Linked DNA regions of Mus musculus: regions 1, 2, 4, 5 and 6 are each linked to region 3. A link is a contact called in public Hi-C and HiChIP or PLAC-seq data. All regions are on one chromosome and are shown on one strand. Each heading gives the region's core, a stretch centred on a gene start, on an enhancer-like site or on the middle of the called end of the contact. The rest is flanking DNA. Distances are from core to core; before and after follow the strand shown. Region 1 has its middle 75 kb from the start of Gm41499. Region 2 has its middle 49 kb from the start of Gm41499. Region 3 overlaps Runx1 (runt related transcription factor 1). Region 4 has its middle 23 kb from the start of Gm41499. Region 5 has its middle 3.6 kb from the start of Gm41499. Region 6 has its middle 27 kb from the start of Gm41499.

What was found. Hi-C and Micro-C count contacts between places; a contact is called where the count stands out from the background. HiChIP or PLAC-seq counts read pairs in DNA pulled down with a chosen protein or histone mark.
Region 1: a Hi-C map of bone marrow-derived macrophages shows a contact between it and region 3, with 20 read pairs. The contact joins two enhancer-like sites. A contact is called at or near these places in 3 of 484 Hi-C or Micro-C datasets (bone marrow-derived macrophages and embryonic stem cells), 3 of 115 datasets of contacts at active chromatin or transcription factors (astrocytes, microglia and pancreatic cancer cells) and 1 of 9 other capture datasets (embryonic stem cells).
Region 2: a FOXA1 HiChIP or PLAC-seq map of pancreatic cancer cells shows a contact between it and region 3. The contact joins two enhancer-like sites. A contact is called at or near these places in 1 of 15 datasets of contacts at CTCF or cohesin (the NIH/3T3 cell line), 2 of 484 Hi-C or Micro-C datasets (the C2C12 cell line and muscle stem cells), 2 of 115 datasets of contacts at active chromatin or transcription factors (embryonic fibroblasts and pancreatic cancer cells) and 1 of 9 other capture datasets (embryonic stem cells).
Region 4: a FOXA1 HiChIP or PLAC-seq map of pancreatic cancer cells shows a contact between it and region 3. The contact joins two enhancer-like sites. A contact is called at or near these places in 2 of 484 Hi-C or Micro-C datasets (liver and myocytes), 1 of 115 datasets of contacts at active chromatin or transcription factors (pancreatic cancer cells) and 1 of 9 other capture datasets (embryonic stem cells).
Region 5: a Hi-C map of bone marrow-derived macrophages shows a contact between it and region 3, with 2.9 times the contacts expected there. The contact joins two enhancer-like sites. A contact is called at or near these places in 1 of 15 datasets of contacts at CTCF or cohesin (the NIH/3T3 cell line), 4 of 484 Hi-C or Micro-C datasets (bone marrow-derived macrophages, liver and myocytes) and 1 of 9 other capture datasets (embryonic stem cells).
Region 6: a contact with region 3 is called in a FOXA1 HiChIP or PLAC-seq map of pancreatic cancer cells. The contact joins two enhancer-like sites.

The regions. Positions count from the first base shown.
Region 1 is chr16:93,029,374-93,034,382 of GRCm38.p6, forward strand. No RefSeq gene overlaps it. Among named protein-coding and RNA genes, the nearest start is that of Gm41499, 75 kb to the left of the region's middle. Within about 2 kb of position 2,423, at least 65 of the 459 cell types and tissues checked have an H3K27ac peak or open chromatin away from gene starts, as enhancers often do. A contact at or near this core is called in bone marrow-derived macrophages, where this site is marked.
Region 2 is chr16:93,003,893-93,008,390 of GRCm38.p6, forward strand. No RefSeq gene overlaps it. Among named protein-coding and RNA genes, the nearest start is that of Gm41499, 49 kb to the left of the region's middle. Within about 2 kb of position 2,904, at least 58 of the 459 cell types and tissues checked have an H3K27ac peak or open chromatin away from gene starts, as enhancers often do. A contact at or near this core is called in the C2C12 cell line, embryonic fibroblasts, muscle stem cells and 1 more, where this site is marked.
Region 3 is chr16:92,618,360-92,622,878 of GRCm38.p6, forward strand. All of the region lies in intron 6 of Runx1 (runt related transcription factor 1), which reads right to left. Among named protein-coding and RNA genes, the nearest start is that of Gm30224, 24 kb to the left of the region's middle. Within about 2 kb of position 2,207, at least 171 of the 459 cell types and tissues checked have an H3K27ac peak or open chromatin away from gene starts, as enhancers often do. A contact at or near this core is called in the C2C12 cell line, the NIH/3T3 cell line, bone marrow-derived macrophages and 4 more, where this site is marked.
Region 4 is chr16:92,977,667-92,982,477 of GRCm38.p6, forward strand. No RefSeq gene overlaps it. Among named protein-coding and RNA genes, the nearest start is that of Gm41499, 23 kb to the left of the region's middle. Within about 2 kb of position 2,140, at least 32 of the 459 cell types and tissues checked have an H3K27ac peak or open chromatin away from gene starts, as enhancers often do. A contact at or near this core is called in pancreatic cancer cells, where this site is marked.
Region 5 is chr16:92,950,811-92,955,807 of GRCm38.p6, forward strand. No RefSeq gene overlaps it. Among named protein-coding and RNA genes, the nearest start is that of Gm41499, 3.6 kb to the right of the region's middle. Within about 2 kb of position 1,756, at least 70 of the 459 cell types and tissues checked have an H3K27ac peak or open chromatin away from gene starts, as enhancers often do. A contact at or near this core is called in the NIH/3T3 cell line, bone marrow-derived macrophages and myocytes, where this site is marked.
Region 6 is chr16:92,927,558-92,932,358 of GRCm38.p6, forward strand. No RefSeq gene overlaps it. Among named protein-coding and RNA genes, the nearest start is that of Gm41499, 27 kb to the right of the region's middle. Within about 2 kb of position 2,719, at least 43 of the 459 cell types and tissues checked have an H3K27ac peak or open chromatin away from gene starts, as enhancers often do. A contact at or near this core is called in pancreatic cancer cells, where this site is marked.

The DNA of each region.
Region 1 (5,009 bases), core at 1,173-3,672, 410 kb after region 3:
TTTATTGAGCACCTCCTAGATGCCTGGCTCTGGCTAAGAACTTTCCAGATATCTCTTCATTCCCAGATCACATCCACAATTTGAGGGAGACTGACTACCATCACTCAAGACACAGGATGAGCTAGTGGGCAGCTCAACTCCAGCCCCAGATCAAATCCATACTGTTGGCTACTGTACCAATGTGCCTTTGTGACACTCCCCCAAACCTGGACTTCAGAGTCCCTCCATGGCTACCATTGGGTAAAGGTCAGACTGGGAAACAGGTGGAGGAAGGAGGCCGAATGTCTGCACGGCAGGTGTGTCAGCTTCTTCTTCTCCCATCATTCCTCCCCCCACCCCCTGCCTCTCTCTTTGTTTACTTTTAAATGGGGAGGGGGAAAGCTGAGATAAAACATTTCATGAGTAATACTTCAAGATGCATTTGATTAAATTCTTGAAATGAGGTGTATAAGAGATTAGAAAAACGTGCCTGTGTTTCTATGTGTGTATGCATGAGCATGCATGTGTGCCTGTGTTTCTATGTGTGTATGCATGAGCATGCATGTGTGCCTGTGCGTGTGCATAAGCATGCATGTGTGCCTGTGTGTGTGCCTAAGCATGCATGTGTGCCTGTGTGTGTTCATAAGCATGCATGTGTATCTGTGTGTGCACAAGCGTACATGTAACCATTGAGTTTCCTGATAGTCCTGATGTGTTGTTTTATTTCTAAGTGATAACATAATTATCCTGGAGGAATGCAAGTGACAAAACTTTCAATACGCCATAGCTTATTAAGGGAACTTAAGATGGGCAGGAGGGTTGGTTCAGCAGTGCACAACACTTGTTGATCTTGCAGAGGATGAAGGTTTGATATCCAGCAACTATGTGGCAGCTCATGACCAACTATTCTTGGGCATACACAATTCTCTTCTGGCTTCTGTGGGCACTGCACACACATAGCTTATATACACACATGCAGACAAAAAACCCTCCTACACATAAAATGAAAATTCTTATAAAAAGTGCACTGATTGCAAACATTTAGAAGTAAAATTAGAGCATGTTTCTTTTGGAATTGGAGCTCAGTTTCAAACTAAACCTAAGCCAGGCACTTGTCATACGTTGGATTGCTTCTTCCTAAAACAGTTATGCTGAAAGCTTCCAGCCCCACCTGTTAAATGTTTCTGTATTTGGAAAGAGGGTTTTCATAAATATAAGCAAATTGTCTTCAAAATGGACCCTTAGGAGCTGGGGAGATGATTCAGTGAGTAAGATGTGCACTACAGACTTGAGTTCAGAACCTCAACATCCCTAGAAAAAGGAGGCCAAGGCCACAACTACCTGCAATCCTAGCAGAGATAGGAGGATTCCTGTGGCCAGAAATTCTTTCCAAAATGCTGAGTTCCTGACCCAGCAAAAGGCCCTGCCTTAAAATATAGGATGTAGAGTAAGAGAGAGAAGCACCAGATAGCAACATCTGGCCTTCACAAGCATGCACACATACATGTATACACACATACACACATACATACACTCACACACACAAATGCACACACATGCATACACGCACAGGTGGGGCTGGAAGCTTTCAGCATAACTGTTTTAGGAAGAAGCGATCCAACGTATGACAAGTGCCTGGCTTAGGTTTAGTTTGAAACTGAGCTCCAATTCCAAAAGAAACATGCTCTAATTTTACTTCTAAACGTTTGCAACACACACACATGCATACACGTACACACACGCACAAATGCACGCACATGCACAAATGCATGCACACACAAAATACACATGCACAAACATATGCACGCATATCCATACATACAACTGCACACACATATGCACACCTGTTATGTGTGCATATGACATACACATGCACACATACACGTGTACACACACATGCACACACATGCACAAATGCATGCACACACAAATACACATGCACACACATATGCACACACACAACTGCATAATACAACTCTACACATATGGACACACTCATGCACACATACACATGTACAGACATGCACACACATATACACAATACATACACATATACATGCACACACATGCACACATATACACACATGCACACACATATACATACATGTACACACACACACACACAAAAGATGGTCCCTAATCTAAATATGTGCACAGACACACAGGTAGAAGGCCACAGTACAACCCAGAGACTGGGCAATGCAGCCACTTGAGGAGGGGTGCCAAGAATTTTCAATTACCGCAACCCCAGAAGATATCAGGAGTGGTCCAATCCATGTGGCCTGGCTCATGCCAGAATGTCAGAATTTTGGGAGAACTCTCTAACCCTCCCATGAGACGTCCATGGAATTTTAATATGGCGGCCCCATGTAGCTGATTCCAGGCTTCAGGCTGTGGAGGAAGGGTGTTGATGGAGAACTGATCACACACTTGGGGAAAGAGGAAGAGAAGTAAGTAGCTGTGACACAGGAGGGGTGATGTGTTCTGGAAAAAGAGGAAGTCTTGACGCATCTACTTTTCTTGTTTTCGTTTTCTTGGAATTCAAAATACTTAGAAAAGGGCTCCTGCAAAGTGCGTGTTGCAGGCAAGAAAATTGATCCATAAATCTGTCTGGAGGTCTAAAGTTTCATCAAAGTAGGTTAGACACTTTGTAAAACAGAACCAACCACTACAAAAATCACCAAGAGGAATGTAAGTCCATGCCACCAGCGTTGGGCTTTTAAAAGAAGGAACACATTTTAGGGAGTTTCCTCTTGGAACATTTCTCTCTGATTCTAACCTGTGGGCAGGATTGTCCTCCATTCTGCTGTCTCCATGGAAACAACACTTAGAGATCTTTATGTCAGCAGTGAATGAGACCAGGAGAGCATTAGGTAATAGTGCCTGGATGGCCACAGCAAGAAATGTGCATTATTTGCATAATCTACATAAAATGCTGTAGAGGGTGCTGGGCAGGTTTTCCAGTGAAGTCCTTCTCTTGTCCCTGAGAAGAAATGGAGGGGCCTCTTCACTGGCTGATGGACAGGACAGTCATGGCACAGGGAAGGGCAGGTGGCTCTGCTGCACTATGTCCCCAGGTAATGGCTGTGCACTGAGTCTGAGCATACTCACAAGTTCAATGCCAGACCTGGCCTCTGCTTCTGTTTTAGCCTAGGGCCTGCTTTTCCTTTTGATCCAGCATCCCATTGACTGAAATGAATAGTGCCTGCCCTCTACCAGAACATGGCCACTTCTCAGAGCATTAGCATATGCCAACAAAGGCAATCTATTTTCGAGTTAGTCTTTTTTATTCTTAGGAGGAGAAACCCATACTGCTTTTAGAGAGATGGACAGGTGGAGCTACTCCCAGAGAGATAAGGAGATCTTACAAGGATGCTTTCAGAGCAAGAGGAACTGGGGAGGTATGTCTCGGTTCCCTGTTAGGTGACAAGGGCCATGCCTTCGCAGGAGACTGACCACACTGACTCTCCTCAGTTCATGGCTTCCTTCCCTCTATCCCATCTTCCACATGCCCCTGGGTAAGGATGCCTTTCTCAAGGGTGAACAAACACCTTGATGGTTTCTGGTTCCCCATGGAACTACACTAACCCTATAGTACCTCTGCCAGGCAGAGCACACATTCTCAGATTTTAAATGGCCACAGCAAGCACAGTGCCAACCTCCATCTTCTCTTCATCTTCTACCCGTCAGAAACATGTCCCTTTGGTCACCCATGCTCAGATCACCACCAGCAAGGGCTGCAACTGCCCTGTCAGGTCTGTATTCCAAATCTGTAACGTCCATACCCTGGCAAAGGTCCTTGCCACTCCAAGGTCACCAGTGTCTATGTTTCTGCCAGAATGAGGCTAGCCTCAGTGGTACATGAACCCACTCCACCCTCCAGCTTAAAACCTCTCCACTGTTTCCCCAGGGGGATTAGCACTCCTGAGATCCCAGATAACTCCATCAGGCCACTGCTTGTTCCTTAACATGAAGCTGTATTTCATGCCTTGATCATGAAATTCACTGATAGATATTTGAGCTGTTCTCAAATTTTACACTTCTCCAGCAGTGACTTTCAGGGGATATGGTTTGAGTGTGTAATGTCCCCCACAGGCTCATGTGTATGAACACTTTGTTCCAGCAGGTGCCTCTGTTGAGGAGTTTATGGAATCAGAGGGCGTTGGTTGGAAGATTTGTGTCACTGGAGATGGGGCCCGTGAGGATCATACCTACTTCTGGTGCAGGCTGAGCTCTTTTCTTCCTGGCAGCTACAGGAATGTGACTGATGGCTACAAGATCCTATTGCTATGTTCTTCCTACCTCATGGACCACATTCTCCAACCCAGTAGCCGGAATAAGCCTTCGCCCTTAAGTTGCTTGTATCAGATATTTTATGCTAGCGTATGGGGAGGTAATGGTGCAGCAATGTGTGTCTCTGCAGTGCACATATATGGAATGGCTGTGTTATGGGGGAGGCATATGGCTTGTTTTAAGAGATTATTGCTCTAGCTTTGTTTTAATTTTTTCATTTTTATTTGCATCTTTCCTAGTAGAATTAATCTCTGTAAAGGTAAGTGCCTGTTCACACATTTATTTCTTTTTTTTTAAGTGTATGTGTGTGGTTTGTACACATGTTGGGGGTGCGTTGTGGAGGTCAGAGGCAGGTGTAGGGTCTGGGACTACAGGTGGCTGTGAGCTGCCTGACATGGGTGGTAGAAACCAAAGACCAGTCCTATGCACAGGCAGCAAGTGTTCTTAGCCACTCAGCCACTTCTATGTACTCCAGTTACTATTTGTTGAAACCAGAAGTGTGAGATTCTGCGCACAGCAGGCTCCTAATTCCTCATTTTAGTTGTTGGTTTTACTTCCGTGCTTCTTACTGCAGGGCTTCCACTCACCCACTTAAGAGCCACATTGTGTCTGCAGCAGTTACTGCAAATTCCAGGGAGAGTGGCCTTAGGAAATCCTCCCACCATTCTTGTTTGACCCTACACCATAACAACAAGACTCCACTCGGGGCCTCCACAGAGCTTCACACACACACACAC
Region 2 (4,498 bases), core at 1,654-4,153, 390 kb after region 3:
ATATTAATTAAAGTATAATATTCCCACGGCTTGCTACACAAAGTGTGACAGAGTGCAGGGCAGTCTGGATGTGGCCATGCCAGGGAGGGCACTGTGTGACATGGAGTCTGAATTACCTAATACCTTGAGATTAGCAGGCTCTCCTGATGAGGGAGTGTGAGCAACCCCTTTCTTCCCTTTCATTAATAAGTCCCATTAACTCCTGCGCCCAACTTTCCATACTCCCTGTCTTTCGCAAGAAGTGTCACCAACTCAATGACACAATGCTCTGCCTGTTTGCATTGTGGGAAGTGCCACGGGGAAACAGGCTGCTCCTAAAAAAATGACTTCAGACACTTAATGTAGATGTAACAAATACCACCACCACCACCACCACCACCACCACCACCTCGCTGATTTCCATGGAGGAGATTCTGGTCTCATTTTCTATGGAAATAAGCCAGTGAAACAAGCCATCAGGTTTAGCAATTTTTAAGCAATGCCAGCCAGCATATTGATAGCTTATGATAAATCCACCCTACTTTTATGCTCAGAGTATTTGAATGCCTATATGTGTGCACGTATACATAAATACACGGGCATGAGTGTGTATATGCATACAACTCGTCAGAGAAGGCTAGCTAGTCAGTCACTGCTGCACCGTGATGAGCAGCAGTAGAATTCAGATGGATATTGCTGGATATTAGTTATTTCTTTTAATTAGACTATTTTAGAAGGTGAATAAGTGCTGCAAACTAAAGGCTTGCTTGAAAGAAAAATGAAATCATACAAAGAATTGTTAGGTAGTGAAAACTTTACCAGTTCATTTTCAGTACCCCCCTCTGTACACACACACAGACAGACAAACAGACACACTTACACATAAACACACAAGACACATACATATTCACGCACATATATACCCGCATACATATATATAAATATCACACATACACACATACACACACTCACACACATACACACATGCTCACACACACACTACACACACCACACACATACACCCCAGTTTACATACATGTACACACACACACACACACACACACACACACACTCAATCTAGGAATCCCTTAAGCAGTGCCATCCCCAGTGGACTGTCATAGACGGTGGGTAAACAGTGAGCCTGACTCTTGGCAGGATCAAGGACAGAAAGGCTCATCCCCACCATAAAAGTGTCCTGGGAGTATTCCTGTCCTGATTTCCACATTTTAAAAAATAGACTCTTTTCTCATACAATAATCCCTGATTATAGCTTCCCCTCCCTCTTTTAATTTGGCATTTCATCCCAGATGCTCTCAGAGGTTGGTGTGGAAGGAACATGGTAATTAATACATGAAGACCTGGTAGATGCAACCGGGAGAGAAAATCTCAAACCTCGCCTTTCTGTCTGGCTTTTCTCTTGGGAGCCTCTGGTTGGTCTTGGCTGCCATACCCAGAAATGAACCCAACCAACTCTGGCTGAAAAAGACTTATTCACAGGATGCTCACTCGGTGTGCTCCCGTCCTCTCTCCTGACTTTTGGAACTGAGATTTAAACCACCCTGAGCCCCATCCCTTCTGCAGAATCTCAATGACTAATCTGTTCTTTCTTTTGCCAAAAAGAAAGGATGCTCCTCCTCTTCCGTCCACTCCCCCCCACTCCCCCCCCCACCCCACCCCCCACCCCCCGGCCAAGATCAATTCTGCCGGTATTTATTAATCGTCTACCACCAGCTAGACATCGGGCAGGCAACACTGACACCATGTCTGTTCTTGGGAAATTTCCCCTCCCATGTTCCTCTTTGGGCTCTATAAAACAGGCGGCCAGACTACTCTCTTTTGAACTCTGAATCCGTTTTCTCAGAAGAAGAAGAGCCCTCAGAAAGCTGTTTCCTGTCTCTGAGCTCCCTGTGAACTCGATGGTTGATAAATGCTCATCTAATTGGCCAAACACAACTTTAAACATTTTATTTAAGGAAATAAATCATTGTTTCATTTTTTTTTTAAAGTTCTACCTTTCTGCTCTTTCAGAGTTAATATTTGGGAGCTTATCACAAAATGAACTTGATTATAGGGGACACAAATTGGCCATCAGGATCACAATCCCAGTGCACTGGGAATCCTGTGCCTAGATAGCAGAGGAATGGAATTTGAATCTGATAATTGTTAATGACAGGAAAAGAAAAAAAAAAAAAGATTGTTTCTTCTTTGCTGAGCCATCACCCACCTGCAAGGAACAAATTAAAGATATTTACCTTTAAAAGCCTTTGAAAGCTATTTAAAGAAAAATAGACAAAAAGTGAAGTGGAGGATTGAGTCACAATTGAATTTGTTGAAGTAATTAAGTCCCTCCCTCCCTGAACAATTATGTTTAATAATAAACATCTAGGATGCCATTTTTATATTCTTTAGTGCCCTTCATGGTAGTGCTGTTATATAAGCTCACAAACTCAAGTGTGCTTTCCCCTCTTCCCCTAGCCTACCCGTGGTCTTTATTGTTGTTTGATTGAGTCACCTTGTAAAATTATAATCTTTTGTAGAAATATATTTCTAGATGAGCAAGCCCCTCTGGGCTCCTGCAAGCCTCACCTTCGCTGAGCGAGCGACTGACTGGCATGAGGAGCGCGCAGGATCGAGCTCTTGACCCATAATTTTCTATGAGAAAATGATCAGGAAAGCTGGCGAGGCAGCGTGTGTGGAGCCGGTCCAAGGGACCCAGCCTCCCCTCTGTTGTTTCAAACAGTCAACAGCTGCCCGGCCTGTTTTTCCCATCACACTTCAGGATTGCGTTAGAAAAAAATTCACCTTATAAAAAAAAAATCATGAAAACTGAGAACAGGGAAGCGACCGAGCGGAGGCCACTGTGTGGTGAGTTGCTGCTGTCATCCCGGGCTCTGCTCCTGGGCTTGGCACCTGCCCCAGGGGGCTGCATTCCCTGCCCAGCAGGGAGTTCCAGCTGACCTGCTGAGAATGTCCCGTGTGAGTCACCGCCTTTAACTCCATCAGCGCCATTTGCTGCCCACTTGGATGTTTCTGAACAGCTGCTTGGCTCTGAACTCATCCAGTAACTGGAAATGCGGCCGTTGTCTGGCTAATTTTCAAAAAATGGAGTCAGAGGCAGGGTTAGGGAGAAAGAGAAAAGCACAAACCCAGTCAAGAAAGACAGACAGCTAGCTATCTTTACCCCTCGATGGCTTTGAATTCCTTGGAAATCAAATGGCAAGGTCAAATAAACCCAGTTTGTCCCTTTCTTTCTTTCTGTCGCTTACTGTTTGCCTAAGGAAGTTGGGTGCGATCTCATATGGGATTTCATGGTATCTAAAAATTTACCTCCCTCAAGGAGCCTGTCTGATCGTCATGCTTTTAAACTTACCCATCCCGTTTTCCAAACACAACAGTGAATATTTCCCTTGCTCTGGAAACGTTTTTCACATTTGAAGTTCATTTTTAACTCCATCAACAACTTTTAAGAGGCTTCAATTGAACAAGTTTCTGGCCTACACATTAACCAGGATATTTGAGAAACATTAGACATGATCCCTGGATACAGGAATTTGTAATGAAATGGAGAGAGAGAGAGAGAGAGAGAGAGAGAGAGAGAGAGAGAGAGAGAGACAGAGACAGAGAGACAGAGACAGAGAGACAGAGACAGAGAGACAGAGAGAGAGAGAGAAACCCTGATTCAAATGGATTTCAAATGGATGGTCCAGGAACAATATGGGGGAGGTGGGAAGTGCCAGACGCCTGCTAGAGCTATTTGGGCTTCTGAAGTTCAGAGCAATGCTCTGGAAAGCTGCTTTTCAATCTAGAATGATGGTAACCAATATTAACAAGTGAAATTGAATTGACTCTGTAAACGTGAACAGTGTCAGAGCTGGGCACACAGCCCAGGGGTCTGTTAAAGGCTAAACACTTACAGGGTCACAGGGCTTCACTGGATGGGAAGTCTGTGATCATTGTGTGCATCTTCCTATGCATTAACACAGGCAGACATTAAAGAGAAAAATCTCTTCCATCACCAGAGACACTGCAGGGATGGCAGACAGTTCATAGGTCACGAATCCACTGTACTGTATCTGGGATCCAGTCCTTACTTGAAGGTGGGAGAGTAGATACATGGGAGAGAGAAGACACTTTGATTTGTGAAGATCTGATCTGCACGTTCTCTATTTCCTTTCTTGAAAGGAAATCTTAGAGGACAATAAAGAAAAACAGAGTCCTCTATTTTTGTCTTAGCTTTTCATGTGGCTGCCACAAAACACTTGTTAGGAGCAACTGAATAGAGGAGAGGTTCAGCTCAGGCCGTCAGAGACAGTCCACCACACCAGAGGCACGCTGGACAGACTGGCCTGGTAGGTGATCGAAGATTGAGGTGCAAGCTCACACAGCAGGAAGCAGGGAGCTAGGGCTGGAAGCAGAGTCAAGCAACCCTCATGAGCTCCACCCTGCAACCTTACATATGCCACCAGACTCAATGTCCAAAGCTTCCACAGTATCCCAATCTACGGGGTGCCAACCCTAC
Region 3 (4,519 bases), core at 957-3,456:
TCAGCAGAGTGGCGCTTGTCCAATACACGAGCTTGATCCTCAGGACCCACATAGTGGAAGGAAACCACTAATTCTTGTGAGTTGTCCTTTGACCTCCATATGTACAGCACAGCACACACACACACACACACACACACACACACACACACACACACACACAGACAGGCACATACACATGTACACACACAGAGACAGAGAGAGAGAGATAGACAGACAGACAGCACACACACAGAGACAGGCACATACACATACATACATACATACATACATACATACATACATACATACATACACAGACATAGAGACAAACAGACATATACATAGAGAGAGACAGAATCATATACATATATACACAAAGAGAGACAGCAGACACATACATAAAAGAGAGACAGACAGACAGACATGTACACACAGAGAGACAGACACATATACACACCATATACACACATGCACACATACACACACACAAAGAGAGAGAAACAGACACATACACGCACAAACACACATACACACACACAGAGAGAAGGGGAGGGGAGGGAGGGAGGGAGGGAGGAGGAAGAGGAGAGGGAGAGGCACACACATATACACAGAGAGAGACACTAAATTTAAAAATGTAAACAAAAGTTTAAATATAAGTAACATATAACAATTAAGGAATAACATTATTTGATTGTGGGCTTAGTTTTTAAACTCTACAGCAATTATTGAAGCAATTTTAAAATATTTATTTATTTATTTATTTATTTATTTATTGTTTAATGCATATGAGTGTTGTATTACTTGCATCATATCTGTGTACCTCATGCTTGTAGTGCCTAGGGAGACCTTAATCGTGTGTTGGATTTCCCTGGGATTGGAGTTAACAGACCGCCTTTAGCCACTAGTGGTTACTAGGAATCAAACCCAGGTCCACTGGATGAGCATTCAGTGCTTTAATGTCTGACCCAGCTCTCTAGCTCCCACAAAACTATTTTAAAAAAAAAATCATTTTCCTACCCGATAGGCAATAAACAAGCTAAAATGAAGTCACATAAAATGTTTCATTCCATTCAGAGGAGGCAGGAAAGCCGGGGGTGGGACTAAGAACCAGGTGCAACAGGCATAAAAGTTAGACCATGGCAGATCATAATCCAACTGTATCTATAAAGGTGAATTGTCTAAATCTACCACAGAGGTTGTCAGAACAAGCTACAAATAAAACTTAACTACCTGACGCATACAAATGGCTCATTTAAATGTAGATTCAGATAGGGCAAGCATAAAAGGGTGGAGAAGCTGTGCTAACACCAATCCAAGGAAAGCCCGAGTTGCTGTATCAAGTTTTCTACAAAGCCGATTGAAGATGGAGCTTTTCAGGGATAAGAGATAAGTTACGTTATGATAGTACGGAAAACCAAAAATACATTTTCCTTCACAGGTGTCCCGTGAACAAAGGGTCTCACTAACTGCAATACAAGGAAAAGCAGACAAACCCATCCTTACGGCAGGAGACTTTAGCACCCTCTTCCAGTCACCGATAGACCATGCAAGCAGAAATTCAGACTCGGCTGACCTGGACAGTATCAGTTTGACCTACAGAACACCGGTAGGCCGCTCCTTTCTTCTGAGGCACACAGATCACTCGCTAAGGCAGACTACACTTGAGGCCACAGAAGACTGCTTGGGTTTGAAGGCATAATCATACAAAGTATTTCCTTAGGCCACAAGGACTTAAACTAAAACCAAACAACACTCTCCCCTCCCCCGAAAAACAAAACAAAACAACAACAAAAACCAGTAACAGAAATATTACTTAGAAATCTTCAAAAATTGGAGATTATCTGGAGATGCCATAGCCACCAAATAAGAGATCTGAAAAGATATGTCGACTGTCAGTTACTTAATGAAAATGAAAACACCAACATTTAGGGACTGGAGACGAGGCAGCTTTGGAAGGGAAATTTCTGGTTCTGAAAACATATTTGAAAGGAAAGCCAGAACGCCAGTAACTAATGCGTATGGGGTGAGGAGGGGGAAAGAATGCCCCACACCCGAGGCAAAGAGAAGTAGCCGTATCTAAAGTGATCAATGAAGCTCACTCCAATCAGAAGAGTAAATAAATGTTCCTGTTTCGAAAACTCAAAGCATCCCGATTCAGCCTTGTGCCCTCCCTCCCTGTCCAAGGAAAGGACACGCGGGGACATCAGCCTAGTTCACTTGAGCCTTTGGTGGCCCTGGCACCTGACCTCACAGCCTGGGTTTTCTGGGTCAGGACGTTGGGGCTCTGCTGTAGTCAGGGCTCTGTTCCTTGAGTATTTGGCGGGCATCTCTAAAACAACAAGCCGTTCACCCTCGATCCATTGAAAATAAACAGTGGGCCATGCAATGCAGGGCCACTTGCTTCTTAACGCGCAAAATCTGCTCTGAGAATGGATAAACCCAAGGGGCCTGTTCTGGGTTTTTCCTTAGAAGACTCCCCCTCTTTCTGCAAGGCAGAAGGCAGAGTCATCCTCAGGGCGCCCTCCCAGTGCAGCTCAGTCATGGGTAGCTGGTGTAATGCCCTCTCGGATGCCTCAGAGAACACAACAGGATGTGAGTCAGGACACAGAGATGTTGAGTCAGTTTCCAGGGTGATGTGTCAGGGCGAGCCCCAGGGGAGGCTTGCACCTTCTCATTTGGGACCCTTGTGAAGAAAGACCCAGGATACCTTGTGTAGGAAAGTGGTGGCGCCCCCAGATGCTTGGAGGATGCCCCACCCCCACCCCCCACTCTGCAATGTCAGCTTTCACAGCCCTGGTGTTGGGCAGGTGACCCAACTGAAAGGCTGCTTGCCTCTGGTGGTTTTGAGCAGTGTTTCCTTTGGCTTCTGCGGTGGGCAGTAAACCCACAACAGCTCCAGAAGTCAGAACAGACAGGAGTCACCCCAGAGCTCCTTCCCCCAACCCCCACTCCCCAGGTAGCCAGCACTGGATTAGCATCGCCTAAGCACACCAGTGAGAACCAGTGATAACAGGAGTCAGTTCCCACCAGTTCTGGATCCTGGAAGAAAAGAGGGTTGTGAAAGAGCCCTGGGATTTGCCAAGCATTTGTCTCCCACTGGCTGCAGACATTTTGGTTAGTCATGTGCGTCTCGGCTGCGGTCACTGTTCCAACGGTTACTTTGAAGGGAGGCATCCAGAGTGAGCCAGGATGGAGACCTGCCTGGTAAGGCTGTTTCAAAGGCCTTCGGGGTCTGAGGGACCCATTCTAAATGACATCTATAGACCCAGGAGGTGACAGGCCACCTGAGAAAGGGAAGAAGGAATTGTGTGGCTTCATCTCCTGTTCCGGTACCCAAATTCCTCACTCATCCCGGGGAGGCCTCCTGACTTTGTGGTCAGGATGCTACAAATCTGAAATGCTTATTCCCAACATCAGGGACACTCCTAACCCCGGTGGCTCGCCCCAGAATCCTTTTCCTCCCAAATCTCTGTTTCCTCATTTTTTAAAAATGGGGTTGGGGGGTAACCAGACTCACCTGCCTCCCAGGTGTGAGAGTTAATTAATGTTTGTGGTACAGCTTTGAGATCCACAGATGAAAGGCTCTCTATAAATGCAAAGTGCTATTCCTCATTAGAGCTGCCAGACAGTTCCCAGGGGAAATAGCTCAGCCCTCGCCACGAGGGAGGCCTCTCCTCTCAGCCAGATCAGTCTGAGACAGGTCTGGAAAGGGCTCTGTATTTAGGCAGAGTCCTCCCTGTGCAAGGGTTCAGGGATAAGTCACCCGCTTCTAGAAAACACGCTGTTTTCATAACACCTCTCATTCTCCGTTGGCACCGTCTCTCCTCCAGACAGAGTGGCCTTTGGCGTCCAGACAGAACTGTGCTTCTGAGGGCACCAAAGGCCCCGTCTGGTCTCTGCAGTGTCCTTTCCTGCAGATAACTTATTTCGCCGAACTTTGTTAAAGAAGCCCCACCCCGACTCCTCACCGCACTGCACGAGCTGCCTGCACCTCTGACGTCCACTTATGTTTTCTAGGCCTGTAGTCAGGCTCAGCCACCATGTGGCAGGTGCCATCCTAGGAGCGCCTGCTGAATCATCCTCTCCTCCATTGCTTTCTCCTCTATAGAGTCTCGAAAGGCTGAGGGTAAAGATGACTTCCTGTCCCCAGCCCCCAGTGGTTCTTCTCCAGCCTCATATTCGTCCTTACTCCTCCCTTAAATAAGGTGAGGAGAAATTCACTGTCAGGTGTCAGAGGCCCCAGGTAGTTTAGTTTGGGAGCTTGGGCTCAGCCCTTTGTATGGAGGGACAAGACTGTCACTCATACAGAAGCTGTTGACACCTCCTGTGGGAAGCTGCGAGTGAGCGAGCGGGAGGACCTCATGCCTCTGGGTGTCTTACAGAGTGGAATGTACTGACAGTAGCACACACTGCAGGCTCTATTCATGTGGCTCAGGTCAGGGGATGTTGGAGATGTTGGTCCGGGCTGCCTGCAGAAGGTGGCTTGTTCTGTCCAGCTTGCTCTGGGCTGCTGCTGGGTCTTCAGGGGAGCACCAACTGT
Region 4 (4,811 bases), core at 890-3,389, 360 kb after region 3:
AATTGCATAAACGTAAAATGGTATACATAGATTATTTAAGGAATCAGGTATGTAAGAAGAGTTCAGAGACCTAAGCGTCTGGTGTCTGTCAGCTCTCTAATCTATTTTGTGAAACGGGGTCAATCCCAAAGCAATCCCAGCCTACAAATGGCTCATTTGTACCTGATTTTGCAAGGGAAGAATCTAAGGCATGGGATCAAATAACCCCATGATCTTAAAAGCTACAGAATCTAACTGAGGAGGGAGGTCCTAAGGACGCAGCCCAGTTGGTAGACTGCTCTCCTAGCACTCAATCCCCTGCCTGGTATAAAATGACTTGGGGACACATGCCTGTTATCCTGGCACTTGGAGAATAGAGGCAGGAGAGGGAAAAGTTCAAAGCCATGCTAGGCCACAGAGTGAGTTTGAACCAGTCTGGGTTTCATGAGATTCCATGTTTGTCTGTGTGTCTGTCTGTGTGTCTGTCTGTGTGCCTGTCTGTCTGTCTATGTCTGTCTGCCTGCCTGTCTGTCTGCAGCAGAATTTGAATATGGTTTGGCTTACTATAAAGGCATTACAGTGCAGTATTAAGCACAGCTGTCTTAAGACAAGTAAAGCAGAGTGGACCGTTATAAATGAAACCTCAAGCCTGGGACATATGTTCTTCATGGTTTAGAACTATGACAGCAAAGGGGCCGCTATGGGTTGTTTTTGAGGTTTTGTCAGTACCAGTATTCAAATCCCTACAGTCTCCTGTGGCCCTTCCCATCTTTCTAAGTTCGTGTCCCAGCTGGAGAGTCAAATTTGAAGGCAGGATATCCATAGTGTGGGTTAGTTGGCAGGTCTGAATTTGGCTGCTAGCTCCTGTGGGTCTCCAAAGGAAACAAGCAAGCTCACATAAGAAGCTTACAACAATATAAATTCTTGGATCTTGTCCTTGGGGAAAGCTCACTGTGACCACTAAAATGTCATGAAGAAATTCACTCACCTTTTCTGGCCTACAGGATGGTAACAAGGACCCTCAAGTATACAAGAATTTTCAAACCGCCTTTTCTTGTTTTGGTTTCATGAGATTTCTTAGCCCATTTATCATTTGTATAAAGGAAGGCTACTGATTCATGGGACTTAATTTTATATCTGGACACTTTGCTGAAGTTGTTTATCAGCAGTAGAAGTTCTCTGGTAGAATTTTGGGGGTTGCTTATGTATAATATCATACCATCTGCAAATAGTGATACCTTGACTACTTCTTTGCCAATTTGTATCCCCCTTGGTCTCCTTCTGTTGTGTTATTTCTCTAGCTAGAACTTCAAGTACTATATTGAATAGATATGGGGAGAGTGGGCAGCCTTGTCTTGTCCCTGATTTTAGTGGGATTGCTTCAAGCATCTCTCCATTTAGTTTGATATTGGCTGCAGCTTTGCTGTATATTACCTTTATTATGTTTAGATATGGGCCTTGAATTCCTGATCTCTCCAATACTTTTAACATGAAGAGGCGTTTTATTTTGTCAAATGCCTTTTCAGCATCTAATGAGATGATCATGTGGTTTTTTTTTTAATCCTTTGAGTTTGTTTATATAGTGGATTACATGGATTTTCGTACATTGAACCAACCTTGCCCTGGTATAAAGCCTACTTGATCATGGTGAATGATGGTTTTGATGCGTTTTTTAATTCAGTTTGTGAGAAATTTATTGAGTATTTTTGCATTGATATTCACAAGCAAAGTTCATGGGCGTTTCTGTGGGAGGCCTGACCTTCGCTCTCTCTACATGTCTCTCTCTATTCTTCCTCTCATCTCCTCTCCTCTCACCACCTTCTCTCCTTTATCCTTCATTCTCTTTCTCACCTCGCTCCCTCCCATCGTTCCTTTAATCCACCCAGAGAGCTCAATCCTCGTGCTAGGCACTGTGCCAGGTCTGGAAAACCTGGCTCTCCCTATACAGAAACTTACACCGGGGTGTGTATGTCCCAGGAATGCTAGGATGTTTGTGAAGCTACACCGCTGCCTTCCTGTAGCATCCTCAGCTCTAACGATTCCTGGAAGCTGAAACTGTTGAGTAGATTAGGAGAAAAAGAACAGCTTCCCCAGCTGCTCCCGCCGGTCCCTCACGACTGCTCCTGGCTTCTAAGCCACAGGGACCACTTGCTTGTGCTCACTCAGTCTTGTGACTCACACTGGAGTCACCGCTGACCCTGACCTATATGGAGGATGGTCATTTATTTACCCTTTGAAACTTGATCAGGTGGCCCATTAATTTTGCAACATTAATTCTAAGAGGAAATTAGATTCCAACCAGAGTCATTTGTCTTTTGAAAATAGAGCCACCAGAAGAGAACATCGATAATCACAATGTAATTTTCTGAGTTAGGAAGTGGCCAGAGCTTGGTGTCGAGGCTTCTGCACATCTAAGGGTTTCATGGCATTTTCTTAAATGAAAGAATTTGTTTTGAGACTTGAGGGGGAAAACCACTTCAAAGGGCCATTTCTCCCTAAGATGTAGCTGAGAGCTTCGTGTGCAAATGAAAAAGTCATCTACACATCGTTGGGGATTATACTTCTGCAGTACACTTGTTATCTCCCCGAGTCTACAGAGGCTGGGAGATGGCTTGGCTGGTGAAATAGTCACAGTACAAGAGCAATGAGAGGAGTTTCATTTCCAGAACCCACAGGTAAAAAGACAGGCATGGTAGCACATCCTTGTAACCCCAGCACGGAGGGAGTCAGGCAGATCCTTAAGACTCCCTGGTCAGTCACCTTCACCTACTGGGATGGAGTACCTCAGGTGCCAGTGAGAGATGCTATGTCAAAAGTGAGGTAGATGGCCTTCACTTAAGGAATAATACCTGAGGGTGACCTCTGGCCTTCACATACATTAGCCCCATGTAGACCTTCACACACACACACACACACACACACACACACACACACACACACACACACACATACACACACAGAGAGAGAGAGAGAGAGAGAGAGAGAGAGAGAGAGACAGAGACAGAGACAGAGACAGAGACAGAGACAGAGACAGAGACAGAGACAGAAACAAAGTCTAACTGATAAAGTATTCGAATACATAGAGCTGGTCACAGAACCCAGGAGGTCTATATCACCGAGTGATTCATTTAGCTACAGAAATCTTTCTTTTCAAGCTTGTTAATCTTCTCAAATCTGCTATGTCTTCAAAGATGATTGTTTTCTTCAAGGAAACATCTTCCTTAATAATCTAATCTATGAGTTCTGCCTTCCTGACCAGGTTATGGACTTCTAATTTAATTCTCCACACACCATGCCTTCTGTTGAAAATAAAGCGTTATTTACCTAACAATTTTTGGCCCAATTTATCTCTCTTTTTTAATACATATATCTCAGTTATATGTTTCCAAGATTAAAAAAAATATTACTTTATGACATTGCTACAGTGTTGAAGAAAAACTACAGCTGAAGGCCTATGTAAATATCTGGCTTTTATTTCTCTTCTTTTGCAAACAAACAAACAAACAAACAGAAAATGATGTAATTTTGGCATCTTTCTGGCACCTGGATATATATGTACATGGTCTTATTATGCTGAGACACTTCTGTAGGCATAGTCTTTGGATTTCATGAGAATGGAAGTTCTCTGCCAGTAGCCACAATGTACCTCATAAATATGTACAATTATTACAGGTGAAACAATGAGAAAAGGATGTATCAGTAAATGGAATTACAGTTCCCTGATTGGATCATTATACATTATGTACATGTACTAAAATATTAGTCTATATACCACTAATATGTACAATAAAGAGTAAAAATGAAATAAATTAAACTTACCTAAGTAGAGACTGAAAAGCCAATAGTTACCCTAAAAGTAAAATTTCTTGTAAAGACTTTTTTATTTAATCCAGCTTATCAAAAATATTACTACTCCAGCATGTAATCAATAATTAGATTGATGAAATATTATATGTATTTTTGTATACACAAAGTTCTTTGGACCTATTGTTTTAACTATGGCACATCATAAGCTAGATGATAAATTTCTACAAGAAAAATATTTTAAAAATGTTTATAATGTTCAAGTCATGATAAGAGGGAGTGGAGTTTCTGTGATCTAGCTGTATTACTTACGTTTCTGTTGCTGTAATGAGATGGCATGAGCAGAAGTAACACAAGGAGTGAGGATTTATTATGGCTTATGGTGCTGGTGGGATGGAATCCATCCTGACTGGCAGGCGTGGCAAGGCTGGTTTGGCTGGCAGAAGCTGGTTGATCACATTTTCATAAACATGCAGGAGGCAGGAAGGAGCAGGGAGCCGGGTTAGAGAGAAGCCCCCAAAGCCTGTCCCTAGTGATATGCTCCACCTCCCAAATGGTCCATAACCACCCAAAACAGTTCCACCAGCTGGGGACCAAGTGTACAAATGCCTGACCCTATGGGGGTCACTTCTCGAGCCACCACAAGGGCTCCATGCAATGAATCAGATTTAGATCTGGTTTTGTGATTGACACCATTGGGGTAGAGACTGTGCCTCAAACAATGAGCTAAGAAACAAAAGGACATTGGCGTTCAAAGTGACTTCTTCCTTAGAAACTGTTGTTAGGAATATTTTCTGACTACCCAACTCTATCTCTTAAAGCATGGACCAACTTTTTTATTTATTTTTTATTTGGGCAGGTCAAATGCTATTATTGTTCATTACCAGAGAATTAAGAGGTATAGCAGATGTCTATCATTTCAGATTCAGAGTCCACTAACTTTACTGCATGGCTTGAATTGTATAAGGGATTATGAGTCCCCCGTACAGACAGGAGGCTTCTGAGGAGTTTATTAAGCAAAATTCTAA
Region 5 (4,997 bases), core at 506-3,005, 330 kb after region 3:
AGGTCCTTACACTTGCAAAGCTAACACTTTACTGACAGAGTCATCTCCAGCCCTTCATCATCCCTCTCCTTAATGACCTGGTGAGTGCTTACTCCCATTTGAAAAGTGAGAAGATCCACTCGCCCAGTTAGTCCCTCCCGGCTAATGGAACTGGACTCAACCCAAAAGCTCTTTGATGAAGACAGCTTGTCCTGCCCCCCCATACCCTAGGCTCTCCCTCTAGACTCCAAGCTACCTGCAGCACTTTCCTTGTTTGTTCTTACACTCTGTGTTGCACTTAGCCTGGGGGAAGTGCTTATCAAGGTTCTATCAAAGGAGTGCACTTTAATAACATCCATTACTTTACATCATGGTGTGCAAAGTCACTGTGGTCACCCGTTGATTGTGCCCTCTTGGGCCCGAACACTCAATAGAAACAATAGGAAGATTTTCACTGTAAGGACTGAGAGCCAAGTACTGCTCTAAGGTCGAATTGTATCTCCTCTAATCCACACACACACACACACACACACACACACACACACACACACACACACAAAGTGCAGGGAACTCAGTCCCATCCTTCAGCCCATTTTATAGATGGGTGAACTAGAAGTAGAGTTCATCGAGCCTAGCAACAACACTTCTTCCCAAAGCCCATACTCCTAGGAAAAACAGGCTTGAGGGCTGAAGCCATGTGGCTGGCTTGTAGCTCGCACCCACCACTGCATCCCATTGCTGTCCTTATCTCAGGTGACTCCCATGCAAGGACAGCACATATGGATATGAACAAGTATGGGATATTTCCCCTCTCTCAAGCAATGCGTTCGTTCTCTGGAGCACAGATTCTCCATAGAAGTGACATGGTCAATGTACTGGAAACGTGGCTCTGGCATTCTCCAGCACTGGAGGCCAATGCGGTGAGAACACAAGAGGGAAATAGCCACAAGGAAAACAGATGACTCTGCATTGGAGAAAATACAAGAACGGCAAACTTCTGGCTGCTGTTTGTTGTAAAGTGGAATGCTGGGAAATTGCAATTAGGAGAGGCATGCTGTGGCCCAGAGAGAGAGAGAGAGAGAGAGAGAGAGAGAGAGAGAGAGAGATTCTAGATCGCACAAGAATTTGCCTATTCCCCAAATGTTGAGAATCCTGTATGCCTTCCCCGGGCTGGAGCAGGACCAAACCAGATCATACCAGAAGGCTTAGGCCTGGAGAATTCTATCTCAATAAATAGCTACTTGTGGGCTGATCGAAGCGTCAATTTTTAAAGGAGAATATGATCAGGAAGTTATAGTCTGCTTCCCACAATGCCTGACGCTTCCTATCCCCTTCCCCTCAATGAAAGAAATCACCTTACCAAGGATCCTGTGGGAGATAAAATCATTGCTGATTCCTTTGGCCTGGGATCTCACAAGTGTTACAAAACTGTGTCTCTGCCTACAGGGCGCATGCCAGTGTTAAACAACTACTGTTAAGATTTACTGGGGTTCATGAGAACCCACTGAGCCAAGAGGCCATTCTGCCAAAGGGTCACCGCTCTGTCTTTCAATCCTATTTATGTGTTGACTTTTGGTCTTTATCGTTGTTTGAAAGCAAACAAGGGATATTTCTCTTTGCGAAAGTTGATGACTTCAGGTGGAGAGAGAACAGCTGTGGCAGACGATTCTGGAAACACAGCGAAATAGCCTCTCTTCACATAAATGTTTATGGAAGCAGGAAGACTGAAGAAGAAAAACACAGCAGAAAATTGCATGACTCACAGGCTGAGTGCCTTCTAAATAAAGCATCTCTCCGAATTTCCCAGGAGATGCTGAATGTGAGCAGGCGGCAGAGCTCTGTGGGGCAACAAGACTGTGTTTAAACACCCCCAAAAAAAACCCCAAAACAAAACAAAACAAAACAAAAAACAGTGTACACAAAAGTCACTGGGGGGGTATTCTGTTCCTTTTGAGGTTAAAGAGAACCTCAAAGAAGAGAGCAAGAAATCCTGGATGCTGTGCCCCCCTCCATCTGCTGTTGAGTCCCTGTGCAGCTCTCAGCTCCTGGTTGGACCACTGTGCAGAGGAAGAGCTGTGGCCCAGTGCTGTGCCTCTTGCTGACTCAGAGATCTTCCTGTCGTAGAGCCTGGCCAACTGATGATCACTGAGTTTAATTTTAGATCTTGAGTGCTGGATCTGGGAATGTTTGCAAACTAGACCCAGGCTCCATTGACACTGGCATGTGAATTGGAAAGAAAGTTTGCAAGTCTTTGAGTCTTTACACTGCCCAGTCCATTGTACCCCCACAACATTGTGAATTTGGAATAAGCTAGAGGAAGCCGTCTTGGGGCACTACTTCACAAGTAACAGGCATTGCTCCTGAGTCTAGATCTCAGAGATAGAACTTCGTTCTTTATACTTAGTTTTTTATTCTTAGGAGTTTCTGACTAGGAAGATCTAGAAAGTTCTAGAAGGTTGCAGACTAGAATTTAATTTCCTTCCCACTCGAGTCAATAGGTCTTGAAGCTATTAGAAAATGTGTTAGAAATAGTCTCTAGGTTCTCACTGAGGCTTAGCAATTACAGCAATCTGATAGCAAGTTGGCAACGTAGAATCAGGTGAGCTAGTTAGAACAATCATCCTTGGTGCCTCCCATTTAGAAGCAGTTAAGCAATAAAACACTTCAAAGGGACAATCGCTTTCTACGATGGGTTTCCCTGTATGTTAAAGAGTCAGATTATTCAGTAAGTTGACCTGTTCTGAGTCAACTCCCACAAAAAATATGCAGGACACCCAGTCAACTGGATTATAAATGAACAGAAAGGAATTTTTAACTGAATACCTGTCCCGTGCTGTTTTCTTATTGGGGTTACCCCAGAAGACATCCAACTAGAGCAACTGTATATTTTAAATGACAACACAGGGAGGCCTGTGGGCTTTCGAAGTTACCATGTATTAAAAACACATTCTGAGTGTTTTCCTCCAAGAAGTGGGGAATCTAGATGAAGAAAATCTTTAATAGAAGCAAGAAGCTAGCTACTCTGGAAGGGTCCCACTCAGCCATTGACACATACTGTAGAGCGACAACCCAGAAAGCCAAGGTAGTTGGACTACAGAAAAATAGTGGGACAACTTAAGAAGTTCTGAGGTGACGCAACACTTCCCCCAGGCAGGATCTCAATTCCTACCATTCTGACTCCTTAACTTCCTTCAGTGTCTTCCATGGTCTCCCTTGAGGGCGAGAAAGGGAAGAGATAGGGTGGGGGTGTCCAGCAGTATTTTACTGTACATTTGTTTTGGCATTAGCTGAGTTCTAGACATGAAAACAATCCCCTGTTCTTAATTCAGTCCATGTGCGGCAGAGCCGTGCACAGGGAGATCTGGCTTTTACTAAAAGCTATTAACAAGCATGTTTGATCACAGGAAGTCGAGAGAGAGCAGTGCTTGCTTCTAAAACACAGTGAGTGAGTGCTGACCGGCCTCTAGAGGGAAGGCCCAGATTTGTGTGTTGGTCCTTTGGTAACCTACTGAGCTCCATCCAAGACAAGTAGAAGATGGGACCCGGAGGAAGATTCCCAAGCCAACCCCCAGTGTGGGCAAGAAGCCTGTCCCACTCTGTTCCGAGCACTTCCTTCCTGTCCAGGGAGGTGAGTTGCTGAGCCTGTTTCTGGGCAAGCGGCCATGTTGGGATATGGCCTTAGATAGCCTGCAGCTGGGCTGAGTGGGCGTCTGTCAGACTCAACATAGGCAGCTCCCACCGTCCTGCCTGGACAGCTGAATAGAGCTTCTGAGAAGAGCCTTTGATTTATTGGTGGCCCGACAGCCCTGGGTACTGCAGTTCAAGTTCCAGGAAGCAAAGCTGTGACAGATGAAGTTCTAAGTATACAGACAGTGTGCGTGCACACACGCACACACACACACACACACACACACACAGACAAACAGAGACAGAGAGACAGAAAGAGACAGGGAGACAGACACACATACACAAACACAGACAGAGAAACAGACAGGCACATACACACACACAGACAGACACACAGAGAGTGACAGACAGACAGAGAGACATAGACAGCCAGAGAGACAGACAGGTACACATACACACACACAGAGACAGACAGGAAGACAGACAGAGAGACAGACAGGCACACACAGACAGACAGACAGACAGACAGAGACAGACAGAGAGACAGACAGGCACAGAGAGAGACAGAGAGACAGGCACACACAGACACACACACACTCACACAGAGAGAGAGAGAGAAAGAGAGAGAGAGAGAAGACAGGCACACACAGACAGAGACAGAGATACAGAGAGACAGAGATACAGACAGGCACACACACACTCAGAAGACAGGCACACACACAGAGACACACAGACACAGAGACAGAGAGACAGACAGGCACACACACACAAGACAGGCACACAGGCACACACACAGAGACACACAAACACAGACAGAGACAGAGAGACAGACAGGCACGCGCGCACACCTCAGCAGTATGGAATGGAACTGAAGGATACCAGCGGTACAGGGTGCAGATTCTCCTACATGGGTGACATCACTGACTTGAGACCATCAAGGGACTAACTGTGTTAGCAGCACTGGACAGAGCCTGAGGTGGATTCTTTTTTGTTCCTTCCCACTGATTGTTTTCCTGAAGGGTGTGGGTTGAAGTCTGAGAGTGAGGGATCATAGTCTCTGTGGAGGAACCTGAGATGCCTTATTGCCGTACCCAGAGAGTCAGGACTGCTCTGCTTACAAAGACTACAGCAGCAAGGACTCACTCTTGGAGAAGAAACAGAAACCCAGACTCCCAGTTCCTGTTGATCCTATTTTTACTCTCTGAGTCTCCGTGACTCTCCATCTCCCTCTCTTCCTCTCCCCACCCTCACCCTAGCCTCGTTAGAATTCATACACACACCTGGTTTTCTATTTACTTTGGGGACAGAGGAGGTGGGGCCCAAGAAGGGAGGGCATGCTTGCTGGGGAGTGTCAGCATTTGCTGCTATAAGCGAGAAGAGGAGGGTGGGGG
Region 6 (4,801 bases), core at 1,469-3,968, 310 kb after region 3:
TCCGTGCCAGGTGAATGTTCCACTCTGCACCCCATTCTCCCTGCTTTGGGGACCAGCTGTCCTCCATAAACATGCTGCGGCTGACTCCTTTATGACATTCGTGGCTGCCACCAATGGAAGTTTTCATCCCCATCTCTGGGCTCAGCTGGGAAATCCAGGAAACAAATCAAAATCAAGCACCAAGTTAAAAGAGGCACGGGAACAGAGATGAATAAATCTGCTCCAGGAAGGGTTTAGAGATCCAGGGGGCCACATGAAAGACCTTCCCTAAATCAACTCAGGATGGGGCTGCCTGGGTGGTGGGGGAAGGCAACATGCAGCAGACATCTGACAGGAAGCAGTGTGGTGGTGGTGGTGGAGGGAGAGCTACTGGAAACCGTGCAGGTTGGTCTCAGACAAATGAACACAGGGACCCTGTGGCCCCCTCTCCTTGTCTGTCTTCCTCTCTAGGTGTGCAGTAAGGAATTCAGTGGGTGCATATCTAGGAGCAGATGTGGGAGAAGAATACAATGGCAGACAGAATTCTCTGTGGAGAAACGGATGGCTAGCCAGTGTGAAGCCTGATGCCTGAGGCAGTTACCAGAATCATCCCGATCCATTTGTATACACATCTTGGCATTAGCCCCATTGCACAGCTAAGGAAAGTGAGGCTTAATGGGCTTACACAACCTGCCCAGCATTATATGAAGCTCTTTAGGCAGAGGCCCCACTTCACGGTTATATGCTCAACTAGAAGAAAGCTTGCAGTATAGGGTATTTCCTGCCAGGGAGTGGAGAGGCAGACCTCTGCCATGTGTGGCTTCCAGGTCTCTGCCCTCTCTAAGCGTGAGCAGATGGGTGATGGGCGTGTCAGATCCTCCGGCAGCCCAGACACACATGGAGTGGGCATGTGAAATCAATCAGCCCAGTCAAAGAAGGAAAAGGTTTTGGCCTCCCTTGTGTCCCACATGTGGAAGGTATCGGAGCGACAGAGGAAGGAGGTGTGAAAGTCTCCAGTCCCCCCCCCCCCCCGCACCCCCCCTCCTCACTCCCCAGGCAGGGGAAACAGCTTGAGCACACGTGGGAAGACCAAGTCAGGCCCCTGAATCCCTGTCATGTTGATGGCTTGCTGCAGCCTGGGGTGTGCAGGGTCCATCTTGGGGTGGTATGAGAAGTATAGTCAGATAGTCAGAGGAGGGCGTCTTCCTTCCCACACTCCTCTCAACCTCTGCCTCTCTGCTGTGATGTTCCTCAAGCAGTGCGGGCCTCAGAAGGCTAAAGGGAGAACCCGTGCTCAGAGATGTCAGATCTCGAAATTATTCACCACTTGAGACCCATGCTTGCCAGGTTTTTCTAGCTGGTTCGTGCAGCATCAAGCCACGGCACAAGTGGGCACCATGGAATGCCACCCTGAAGCCAGGTTGCCACACAGAATCGAAGGTGAAGATCCAACCAGAGTGTCCATGAACTCCATCCTCCTCCTCTTTCATTAGGAAGCTCGTTCTGTAGCCTGGCCTTGGAATGAACAGAGATTTGGAGGAACCAAAGGATGCAGGTGTTTCTAGCTGCTGGGAGCTATGTCTGCTGCACATGAAGGGATGACTCTCTTGGGTAAGAGAAGCCTTACCTCTCTGTAAGGACACTGAGACTCAAGCCTTCTCTCTACAAAGAGAGTTATCTCCCCAGTGAATACACTATCTCTTGTCTTGCACAGGGAGACTCCAAATGCACCTTCCTTCCCACCCTCCAAACACCACTGCATTGGGTGTCCCATTTGCATCAATAACTCAAACAATGATTGGTCCTCCCCCTACCTCACTGGTTCCTCAGGAAACCAGGTCATCTGGTCCAGACCTGCCTTTCACTCACTCTTTCTTTTATCCATTCTTCCCCCAACAGACTCTAGGATGACACTCTTTCCCACTTATCCTTCAAACCTAGGGCTTGCCAGTTCACATGTGTTCCAGCCTTGATTAGTTTCCTGGGCTGAAGGTGGTTACTCTAGGCAGATTCAAGCACTTAGTGTCTGGGTATTTGCTTCCTACTAGAAGCTCCACAGCCGTATATGGTACACACCAAGGAATCTTAGTTAGGATTTCTGCCATTGTGATACTGCTCTAGAGTGTCAGCAAGGATCTAGAGCCTGTGTCCACCCGTCAGCTGTAGGTGAGGAGGGAAGGAGCAGGCTTCTGAGACAATGCAGCAGACATGCTGAAGGGGTCTCAGAAATCTGCAGACACCTTGCTTCACAACATCCTCCTCCTTCAGAGTTTCCCTGTATCCATAGATGGGCACCCATAGTGTCACAGAGATGTCACATTTTGTCCAAGGGCATCTGTACAACTTGTTGAAAATTTACAGCTGGCCAACAGGCTCTCTTCACAGGACTGAGAGACCTTTACTACAGATTTCTTTCTCTTCTTCCTCCTCCTCTTCCTCCTCCTCCTCCTTTCCCTCTTCCTCCTGCTCATTCTCCTGCTTCTCCCTTTTCTCTTCCTCTTCTTCTTCCTCCTCCTCCTGCTCCTCCTCTTCTTTCTTCTTCCTCCTCCTCTTCCTTTTTCATCTCCACCTCCTCCTCTTCTTCCTCCTTCTCCTTCTCTCCTCCTTCTTCAACTTTCTTTGGCAGGTTGCTGGAGTTGAAAAATCTGACAAAATCTCACTAATTGCAGTGGAATGCACCACTCATGCCAGCAAGGATCATGCCGGGCAGGGCATCCTGTGACACAGACGCAAAGGCAGCTCAGTCAGGAGCTTGTGCTGGGTGACTCACAGGAGACTTGAATTGGGCATTGTGCACCACAGCTTCAACAGGTGTCCCTAGCATTCCAACTGCACCCCATGTCCAATGGACAATGCCAGACTGGGCCAAGAAGCCTTTGGGGGATGAGTGCGGGGACATCTGCAGGCTTAACCTGCTCTGCACCCGTGCTGTGCACACTCAGGGCCCAGCAAGCCCATGCCAAAGACAAGTGGGACTTCAGTTGTAAAATGGAAGCTGGGGAGGCCAAACAGGAGAGGCACAAAGTGCTTCCAAAGTTAACCAGCTTGTTAGGCAGCTCAAGCAATCATGGGGGCTGGAGGGTGTCAAGAAACAACCAGCGTTACAAAATCCAGAGAAAGGACTAAGGGAGAGAATTGTTCTGAAAGGTGGGTTGTGCATTTCATGGTTGAACCTCTGTGCTCCAGGCTTTTGATAATTTGGCACTCAAGACCCCTTTTACCTAAGATGTATGTTATAGCCACTCTTGTATACAGGTGTATAAAATAAGTATAAGATGAAACAGTTAGCTGAGCACAGTGATGCATGCATATAATTAATCCCAGTACTTGGAAGGTGAAAGCAGGAGGGTCACCTGTTCAAAGCCAGCTTTAGATACATTGTGAGTTGGAGGCCAGCCTTAGCTACATGAGACCCTATGTCAACAACCACCCACTCACCAAATTAAACATTCACTGATGACAATTAATAAAGAAATAAATTTTATAACATCACTTTGGTGAAAATATGATTCTATCGTTTATTTAAGGAGAAAGCCAATGTGTACATCAATGAGATGATATACATATTTCTATTTCCCTAAAGAATTACATCTTGTTTGAATGTCTCACCTGGCACAGCTATGGAATAGCTTCAATGTTGACTGATGCTTCGATTCAATAACTGTCAATGCTGAGAGTGGTACTTCACATGAGTTTGCAGCACGAGATGGGAGGAAGATTGTAAGAGCCATTTCTCACACTGTCGGAAATTTTGTATTAACCCCAAGCCAAACTACATCTAGATATATTTTAATGTGACTCAAGTTAGTAACTCTTAAAATCAAAACTTTGACACAAACCAATTCCTCATTGTTTGAACTTGGTTCACCCAGGAATGGCAGCAGAGAAGGACCGAGTGGCTCAGCTTTCTGTAATTGGACCTTTATGCTTCTATACAAACAGAACACCTTGTATATATCTCAATAAAAATACTATAGCTCATAACATACAATAATGTAGAATCTGAGCCAAGGTGTTTGGGCAGCATTTTTTAGTTTTATATGATAGGAAGGCATCCACTGTGCTCAATGCTCAAGTTGGGTTCAGGACAAGAGTCACTGTGGAGTTGCAGGATGAGATTTAGGATTTGTCACACATTTTCTTTGGCCTTAATATTTGGCTTTTGCATATTCAGAAGCTCTGTGCTGTTGTCAGATCTTTCATTACTCCCCATATAGGGTTATGACCCGCAGTTTAAGAAGCTGGGCTCTGAATAGTTAACTCGTCCCCAAATTTCAACCATACTATGTAAAATAAACCTGAAGTTACCTTCTCTCTGTAAGACAGCATTCCATGAATAATGCAAAAGTAAAGGAAGAACTGGCGGCCTTTAATTAAATGGAGATGAGCTGGGCAGGAGCGTGAGAGAACTCTACTGACAGCCTCGTTCTTGTTTGACAGGTGTTGAATTATACATGCATATACATCTTGCCCTAACTTTCAGAGTGGTACATGCCAGATGTATGCATTTCACTGTAGGCATCTCCCCCTTATGCACAGAAGAAACTGAACTCATGAAAACGATCTGCACGTGGAATTAGTTACAAATCAAATCCACTGATAGCTACAATTTGCATCAAAATGCATCAAAAATAAGGCAGATAGAGGGAAGAGGTTAATAGGTAGAGACAGAATAGAGGAAAGTAAGTGGTCAAAACTACCAGATGTAGATGGTGTTTTCTGTATACTCATTTCCATTTTGTGTGTGTCTGAAAAGGCATCTTCACACAAACAAACAAACAAACAAACAAACAACAACAACAACAAAACACTGGAGAAAGAA